Linked DNA regions of Zea mays: region 2 is linked to region 1. Evidence: chromatin contacts called from public Hi-C data. All regions are on one chromosome and are shown on one strand. The core of a region is the stretch at or near the end of the contact, and the rest is flanking DNA. Distances in the headings are between cores, read along the strand shown. Region 1 holds the start of LOC103650047. Region 2 holds the start of LOC100273935 (rhicadhesin receptor).

Region 1 (4,733 bases), core at 810-3,309:
TAAAATTGAAAAGTTCATGAGGTCAGTAGATGTTGCAGTGTTGTGTTTGTGCCGCCCTGCTGAGGCGATGTCAATTGATTTACCAAAAACTGAATTAGCTGAACCAACTAACATTGATTAATGAGGTTCAGTTTCTATTCAGCTTGGTTACTTTGGTTGCCATTTCTCAAAAACCCAAGCTTAAACATAGGAATGAACCAAACATCTAACTGAAGACACCAGATGGTCGTTCCTAGATTCTAGGCAGACAATATTTTTTCATGAGGACCAACTTTTGTCTTAGATCATGTCAGTAGGGCCTCCTGTACATTGAAATTTGCGAACAGAGCACATTATCCATTATCCTAAAAAAGAAAATAACCAGTAAAACTAAAAAAAATGTATCCAAGAGCCACGGTCGGTCACCCTTCACTAACCAACTATAGTAATATATATGACGACATTCGGGCTGCAGGCAACCAAAAGTCAGAACAAGTCAAACAAACTTTGCTATATAAAAATCTATGGCTAATGTCAGAGCAATATTGCGAGATCAGAGTTCTCGGAACTAAAATGAATGCAAGCTTCAAGGAAATCAAATACATAAATCCTATTCATGAGAAATTCTAAGCTGTGAATCTCCAACATTTTAACTGAGACACAAGATGACACCAGAGATTATAGACTAGAGCACCATGGCATGTTATCGTCATATTTTAACCTACCCTACTTAGACCGTGCCCAGCAGTTCACTCATATGGTCACCAAAAACACTGTTTTGCATTGTAGACTGTACTGTTTACAGAGTGGAATTTGAATATAAGTATAGAGATGAGTAAGCTGCTGGAGATAGCCTTATTTGTGTTTTGTGTTTCAAGTTCCAGTGACAGAAGCTCTTATGCAGAAATGATAATTAACTTAGGGCATGTTTGGTTCGTGGCTAACTACGACAAACTTTGCCTAAGGTTAGTCGTTCAAATTGAAGAACTAACCTTAGGCAGAAAAGTTAGGCAAAGTGTGGCAAGTTAGACAAGGAACCAAACATGCCCTTAGTAAATTATAAGCACAGAGATCCACTATACACACACAACCTCCTCAATCTGGCATGAGAGCAAAAAACAGAGTCAATCTTATAACTAACCCCAATGAATAGGACACATATCACAGTGATGTGATGAGGCAAACAAAAAAACTAGCTATGATGCTTAATAGCAGCTTCATCTCAACGAACTACAGAAAAAAGAGACCATTAACCACGCCAGGTCCTACGTAAGAATAACAGTCTGCATTTCGCACCCTTTCTTTGCAACCAAGAGATGAGACTAAACAAGCATTCATGATGCAGTGCAGTGTTATTAAGTAACATCTCACCTGCGACGAACCGAGGGCGCTGGAGCGACGCGCCGAACAGGTAGGGGCTGTAGTTCTCGCGGTCGTAGTAGTACCTCAGGACCAGCCGCTTCAGGAACTTGTAGTAGAGCGGCGAGACCTGGAGGTCGTCCTCGACGACGAAGGCGAACTCGTCGTCGGAGCCAGGCCACCATGCCTCTATCCACTGCGCCTGGAGCCCCGCGTTGGAGGCGCGGTAGTGCACGCGCTTCTCTCCGTGCGGCCACGGGAACGCATCGACGAAGTCAAGGATCTCGTGCGACGTGGCGAGGGGGGGCAACGAGGAGTTGGGCGGGCGGTGGTCGAGGAGGACGTGGAGCGCGACGCGGTCCCCATCGTAGTCAGCTGCGGCGAGAGAGCGGAGGCAGCGGCGAAACGCGGCCGGCCGGTCGTAGGCGAGGAGCTTGATGAGGAGGGAGAAGCGGCGGGGATCAGAGCTGGGGCCGGAGCCAGAGCCTGCGGTGTGGAGAAGCGGGGCGGTAGAATGAGAGGAGCGGTGGAAGAGGAGGACTAGGAAGAGGGGGGCAGGGATGAAGATGAGGAAGCGGAGTGGGAGGGAGCGGCGGCGAGGAGACGCCATTGGTGGGGGTGGGGGGAGTGAAGGAGGGGACCGAGGAAGTGCAACGGGACTGGAGAGGGAGGAGGAGGCGGATCGACGGAGTTGGGGAGGAAGACAGGAGAGCAACTGTTGAGGCCCATAAACTTAACTCCGGAGGAAGACAGGAGAGCAACTGTTGAGGCCCATAAACTTTCTTGAGCGGATAGTGGGCTTGAGGCCAGCGAATCTATAACTATAGCACTATAAACTTTACAAAACTCGCTCAATCCAATCATTTTTACACCTCCATTAAAAATCAACAAACATATTATACCCAAACTTAACATACAATCAAAATCAACGCTCAGATCGCTAAATAACTCTCTCTTGCTCACTCAAATCTAGTGAACGGTATTATTTGAATTATCATTTCCCTCCCCCTCCCTCCTCCGCAATCCTGCAGCTCTAGCCTCCCCCTCCCTCGTGTCCCGTAGCCTCCTCCCCCTCACTTATGTCGTCGTCGTTATAGTCGTCAACCTCTTCTCTCGCACCGTCATCGTTAACATCTCCTCTCTTCTCACCTCCGCAGAATCGTAGTGTTAGCACGGACTATATGCTAATGTGTACTAATATGAACTTAATTGGAATTGATTATCTACTGTGATTTTCGGACAACGGAGAAGATGTTGGAGCAATCCTAATAATTATTTCCTTCCATATATTCTCTAACTCTCTACTATGTCTATGTGAAAATAAATTGCATTTCCTTGCAAATTAAATAATTATCTACAATACTATTTTAGGCCTTGCTATGTACCTGGTGTTGTCACTTGCTCTCAGTCGCAAGGAGGTCAACAAGGGTGAACAGTGATGATAACAGGGTTACGTGCTAGAAGGCAATAGCTCTGTTAATCTGGCCCCTCACGGGCACTGTGCGGGGGTATTTATAGGTACCTGAGCGCCCAGCGCCTTGTGCTAAGGACGCATGTGCCCTCAGCTACCTAGGTTATCCCCAGAATATTCCCATAAAGCGGGGTTACAGACTGTAATTACAGGGATGCCTTTACAAATTAGGCTCGTAACGCGCGGCGGCCACGCAGGGCCCGTTACGATGGGCCGGATCACACGTGGGCCTCTGAGCTGGACGAGGCTGCACTGTGGGATGACGTCGTCGCCGGTCTTCGTCTGGTGCCGATCAAGCGAAGGGTGTCCCTGCCTGTTTTGTCTCTGCCAGACCAGCGGCTGCAGCGAAGGCTTCGAGCGAAGGGTGGCGTCTTTGCCTTCGCCCCAACATTTGCCCTCCGAGGGACCAGTTCGACAAAGTCATCTGGTGCCGAAGACGTCGCTAGATGGCGGAGACGCTGCCCTCGCTCGAAGTGGTTCCGCGGGGGTTTTTGATGTGACCGTTGATTGACGGCGTACTGTTGGATTGCGGGTTTCCCGAAGCGCCGCGCCCTGTTGGATTGCGGGTTTCCCGAAGAGCCGCGCGCCGCCTATAAAAGGGAGCGGGGGTCGGTGCTTTTTGAACTTCACTTTCCGCGCTCCGCGAAAACCCTAGTCGCCCGCCGTCTTGCTGCTCGTCTGCCCGCCGTGCTCTTGTTCGCCAGAGATCTGGCTCGGGTGAGGCAGACCGCCCGCCGCCGCCGACGGTACGTAGCGATGCCGACCTCCTCTTCTTCCGCTGCCGCTACGCCGCCGGTCGATCCCTCGCCGCCGGCCGCCGCCTCGTCTGAGGAGACGCTGAGTAGTTCGATGGAGGAGGAGTTGCGCGCCGGCGATTCTGTTGATTTTGGCGTGTCGCGGATGTCGTCGGTCCGCGTGCAAGATATGCAGCGGTTGGGTTACTTCGGCGGCGGAGTTTCTCGTGTCCCGGGGATGGAGGAAGTCCCCGAGCCGGAGGGCGAGTTGGTTGTTTTCGAGGCGTTCTTCGCCGCCGGTCTCCGCTTGCCTGCGCACCGATTTGTTGACGAAGTCCTGCGCAGGTTCAATGTTCAGATACATCAGCTGACACCGAATGCCGTGGTGGCTCTGTCGAAGTATGTCTGGGCGACGACTTCGTACGGCGGACAGCCATCGGTCGAAGTTTTTGCGAAGTATTATTGTTTGCACTGGCATAAGAGGATGATTGGAGACGAAGTTGCTCAGTTTGGGTCCTGCACATTCACGCCGAAGACCGGCAAGTCCACGATGCAGGTAGTCGAGTTGGTTCCTTGCGCCCGCAACAAGTGGGGCAACTGGAATGGATTTTGGTTTTACGTTGCTGAGGGTACCGTCGAAGGCCATGAGGGACTCCCCGTGTCCGAGATGTGTTCTCATTTTTACTCAGCGTACCCGCCCTTTGAAGTGGCAGAGAAGGATGTGGACGAAGGGGCCCTTCGGTGCGCCGCCGGCCTGAGCAGTGGGCGCGATTTGGTTGAAGAGTTTGTGGCGTACGGGGTGTGGCCCTTGGCGCATGGCTGGGCGCTGGGCGAAGTGTGCCCTCGCCAGATGCCTTTTCACGGTGGAAGGGTGGTGCGAGTCCTGCCTTCGCGCTGAATCTGCAAAGCTGCGACCCGGCCGCCTTTGTGCGTGAGGCGGAGGATGGGGCGGTGCGGCTCGTTGGACGTTACGTGCCGAGGACAGAGGGCCAGCGCAGCTTTGATATCCGCGGGTCGAATGACCGTTTGAACAGGGTTTTTGAATTAAATCAATTGCCGTATGACGGCTATCCTGGTCAAGACGAAGTGGACCGCCGTGGGAAGAAACCGGTGGTGGAAACTGGAGACAACCCTGCGCCGGCGGCCGCCCCATCCTCTAAAAAGAGAAAATTAGGTACTGTTATGGGAGG
Region 2 (4,733 bases), core at 1,512-4,011, 250 kb after region 1:
TGGCAAGGAGCTTCTATGGTGTAGTTGTGGGTACTGACTAACTGGCGAGGACCTATAAATTTATGAACTCAGAAATGATTGTTGATCTAAAAATTTTGTTGAATTCAGAAAAAATATATGTGCTTACCAACATTTCATCATGCTTCTTTGTCTAGTCCCTTCATTGTTGGAATTGATGAGCACAGGAGGAAGTGGACTGGTTCAAAGAAGCATCGTTGTGGTTGCTTGGGGCACTATTATGCCTACATGAGGATAAAATGGAGGACGAACACCATATGGAAAAGGACCACCAAACGGCGGAGCGGACGAAGGAGGAACACCATAGGATCTATATGGAGAAGGACCATACCGGTATGGAGGAGAGCATGGATAAGTGAAGGTTGATGAGGAGTATTGATGGTTGGAGCTTTAGTAGTAGTAGAAGGAACATCGGTGGTAGATTTTTTTATTGGCAATAGGAGGAGCATCCATCCATGGATGGTTGATAGGGATACAAAGGAGGAGGATATCAGTATGGAAATATAAGTTGCAGACTCAGGAAACGAGGACGGGCAAGAAAATCCTCCCAACGACGATGGGCGGGAGAAAGATCATCGAAAAAGATCTACACACCAGCAGGGGTTCCGGGACATTCTGGAGATTGCTCGTTGAGCAAGTCAGTGAAAGTTTCAAAGTTTGGACTCTATCTAGAATCCATACTGAAATTAGAAGCATTTTTTACTCGTTCCCATTTTTTTACTTCTAGAAGCTAATAACTCTTTCATTAAATTTCTTCTAATCCTAACAAACAATACTACTATATATATAGGTAGCAACAGCTAGTTGTTAAGTTCTTAAATAAATTGCAATCATATTAGTTGTACCCTATGCTATGTTCAGATGCTATCACACATCAGAAGAGGTCCTTACACACAATTAAAAACAAGAGCATTGAAATAACTACAATATTATTAAATAAATCATGTGTAGATATTCGGCTTAGTTTTCCTATCAAGGACATATTGTGTAACTTAGCTGCAAGACAAGTCCTTCAAAGTAGTATTTTATTTTTTAAATTCATCTCGCTATGTATTGTTCATTACCCTCGGAAGGCTACTTCATCTTTAAATGATTTTGAACAGAAGTCTATAATTTGACTAATTATCTGCCTTACAAAATTTGACTTTGCTTAGGTTAAATTATGTCTTAGCATTTGTTGGACAGAAGAGAACTTCCCATGTCCCCAAAATAAATATCAGTCTCGGGTTAGAACCTCGATCTTGTCAACCGTTGACTTCATGGCCTACAATCGTGGGACAAGGACAGCCAACGGCGTCCGCGCAAATCGCTGTTATTAATCTCTCAAACATTTTGCAAGCACAATCCGACACGGTTGAGAAGGACCAAGTCAAAGCAACCCAGACGACGATAGAATTGATTATTTATCTTATTTATCGGAGCACAAGCAACTCCCTCCGGTCCGCACAAATTAGCAGTAACAAGCGTGGTCAGCAATGTCTCGAACCAAACCAAGCGAAGACGAACAAATCGAACTGCACACCGCGGGGATTTATTATTGAGAAAATCAAGGGAATGCAGACGTTGGATCTCTACTTGGGCGCGAAGTTGGCCTTGATGTGGTCCACCTCGCCGCTGCTGATGCGGAAGGCCTTGGCGAGGATGTCGGAGGGCACGGGCGGCACGGCGCCGAAGAGCGTCATGGCGATGGCCTGCGTGCCCTGGAGCTGGCTGTTGAAGGCGGCGACGACGGCGGCGGGGCCGTGCCCCCTGTTCTGCTGGAAGTGGACGAGGCCGCGCGGGAAGACGAAGACGTCGCCCTTGGTGACGGTCTTGGTGAAGAGCGCGTTGGCGGTGGTGATGAAGCCGACCTCGAGCGTGCCCTCGAGGACGAAGATGATCTCGGTGGCGCGCGGGTGCGTGTGCGGCGGGTTCTGGCCGCCCGGCGCGTAGTCGATGCGCGCCATGGAGACGCCCAGCGTGTTCACGCCCGGGAACTTCTCCACGTTGGCCGCCGTCACCACGGAGCCCGCCGGGTTGTTGGTGTTGCCCGGGTTCCTCAGCCCGTCGAAGAAGAAGTCGTCCGCCGAAAAGTTCGCCTTGCACGCGAACCCGTTCAGCTTCACCGCTGCACGGACACGACACGCACGTACGGGGTCAGCAGCAAGTCGATTGTTTGTCGCGATACATATAAAAACACAAGAACAAGACCACCAGGACAAGAAGCAGATGATGCCAGGAAGCTAGCTTTATTGAGAAGACCGATCGGGTTTTGACTCACGGGAGGCGTAGTCAGCCGGGCAGACGTCCTGCAGCATGTCGGGGTCACCGGCGAGGGCCGGGGTGGCGAGCGCGAGGACGACGGCGCAGGCCGCGGCGACGTAGAGGTGGACCTTCGCCATGAGCGGTCAGTCAGTGGATGGAGTGCCGCTTCCCTGATCTCTGCACGTTGGCGAGTGATGAGTAGTAGCGTGCTCTCTTGTGTCAGTGATGGAGCTGGGAGCACAGCACACAATGAACCTGTACTTATAGAAGGCAGGGAGATTAGCCAGGCGGCCTAGCTAGCCGACTGGAGCTCTGAAACCACGGGGAAAGCGGCGGCGACGACGGGGGTAGCCGGGTGGGAAAAGAACAAGGACAAGCAAGACGCCAGCTTCCTGGCTGTTAAGATGGGAGCGTCGTCGCCGTTGAGATAGAGTTGTTTATGCAGCGTGGGCGAACTGCTACACATGCATGCCGGGTACTTGGGGCAGCCGAGCTTGGACGCAGTCCTCGGCACGTCGCGGGGTTAATTATTCTGTGCGTGGCAGATGGGCGTCCGTGGCAGTGGGACGACAGCGGCGGATCCAGGGCCACCGTCTCCAGTCCAGGCGTCCAGCTTCGTTCTCTGCCTCCGTTTCGTCATCCGTGCCTGTGCGACAGGCCGGGTTTCTTGCTTCGTTTCGTCCTCGCGTCGCACTCGGTCCTCCCGACCCATAGCCCACCGTCATGGCATTGTGCCATTTGCTTACTCCTTTGCCTTGGATGAACCAACGGTTCCGTTCAGGACTTATTCACTTATTCCTATCTCAGAAGGATTGAATGATATTAGAAAAATTTATGAAAGATTTTAACTCGTTTGAGATTCAAACCTACTCAATTCCATTCAATTCAAATGAATTGAGAACAAATCGAACACGTTTCTAGAAACGGAGAAGAGACAGCGCCCTGATTGCACGGGCCACAGGCGTCGACCCGTGCAGCAGGATGCATGGGCGATTAATCGCACATGGGTTGCAGCTCAAACGGTTGGCTCTTAGCACATGGCATTCGTACCATTTTCAGGAGATTGTTTTAGGATCACGTTGTACAGTGGTGCTGGTAGTAGTCAAGTAGCGGATCCAGAAATCTTCGACAGCCTAGACAAAGATAATATTTATACTGTAAACATATAACTTTACATAATTTTTATCTATATTTAATTATAATTTATTGCTTGTTGCATGTGTATAGATTCATTAGCATTAGTAGAGTAGCTCATCTTTACTATATTAAAGCACTCGTTTCAACGGTCGTCCCGTGTCATATTTTTACAAATAACCCCATATCTATTTTTAACTAAGTCGCTGCAGCCTGGCCCCTTACAATCTCCACGTTCCAAACCACACCTCCACATATAGATGGCCAAACGGGCGGCCCGACGACGCCCCGAGCCGCAGCTTCGTCCCAGGCCAGCGTGACCGTGTCGGGCCGGCCCGTTAGCTCGTCGAGCTATTTGGTTAAATCAGCGTAAAATATTAAAAAGTGATGCAGGAGGTGGTGTTCGAACCCACCCCCTGATGGAAAAAGGGTGGGAGACAATGGATAAAGTTGTCTAACGAGTAGAACATCATGCTCAAGTGTTTTTAATATAGAATACTAGGTAAGTGCCCGTGCGTTGCAACGAAACCATATAATAACACGATAACTTATGTACATATGTGTTATATTGTTATGGGAAAATGTTTCGGAATCCATTTGTGATCCTATCCATACATAAATTTTGTTATTTTAATCTAATAACATACATCTATTCCATGCCACAGATTTTCCTTCTTTGTTCATCCGACCATGGTGCGCTTCCTGCCCCGTTGCCTCATTGTTTTGCGAAGAGTAGACAAAAAGTCACTACTCACATCAGTGCAGCTAGCAACGAAGGCCATGCGCTGCCACAGGGGCCAACAAGACCATGCCATACCTTGAGCCAGCTTGTTCTGGGTGGAACACCATTGCTTCGAAGCCTTTCTGTACGCCGCAAGGATTTTCTCCATCTGGTTTATCATCAAGATCAGTGCTGTTACCCACATAAGTTTGCTAAGGCATGATTAACACAACATAACAGACCTGCATAAAAACCATAGGAAACAATATGCCACTAACAAAAGGAAAAAAGCATAAATCCAATTGCAACTGGACTAATCTGTGATGTAGAGTCGTAAATGTTTGCACAGATCAGTCGAGCCCAAGCACAAAATAACAGTTTAGCAAAACCAAATATTGACCAAACATATCAATGGAAGCAACTTGAATATCGATTAAGCCTCCTCACCACATCCCCACAGGACGAATGCATGGAAATCAAAGCTCTCTCTAGCACATATAAGTCCACCGCTTTGTCCTCAGGAATTATCGATGTGAAACTCAGACAGAACTTGCCAAGATTTAACATATATTAGTTGCAAATCAATAGCCACGATGCAACTCAGATGGGTCGATTG

The links. A called contact is a pair of places that touch in the nucleus more often than the background predicts.
Region 2: a Hi-C map of leaf shows a contact between it and region 1, with 6 times the contacts expected there. The contact joins the promoter of LOC100273935 here to the promoter of LOC103650047 in region 1. A contact is called at or near these places in 8 of 25 Hi-C or Micro-C datasets (bundle sheath, ear, endosperm and 2 more).

What each region holds. Positions count from the first base shown.
Region 1 is chr3:48,264,756-48,269,488 of Zm-B73-REFERENCE-NAM-5.0, forward strand. It overlaps LOC103650047, which reads right to left and starts at 2,060. Exons shown (of 3, transcript XM_008675716.4): 1 at 1,351-2,060. The coding sequence starts at 1,948.
Region 2 is chr3:48,514,103-48,518,835 of Zm-B73-REFERENCE-NAM-5.0, forward strand. LOC100273935 (rhicadhesin receptor) reads right to left here and starts at 2,762. Exons shown (of 2, transcript NM_001148327.2): 1 at 2,279-2,762; 2 at 1,373-2,125. The coding sequence starts at 2,399. The coding sequence ends at 1,590.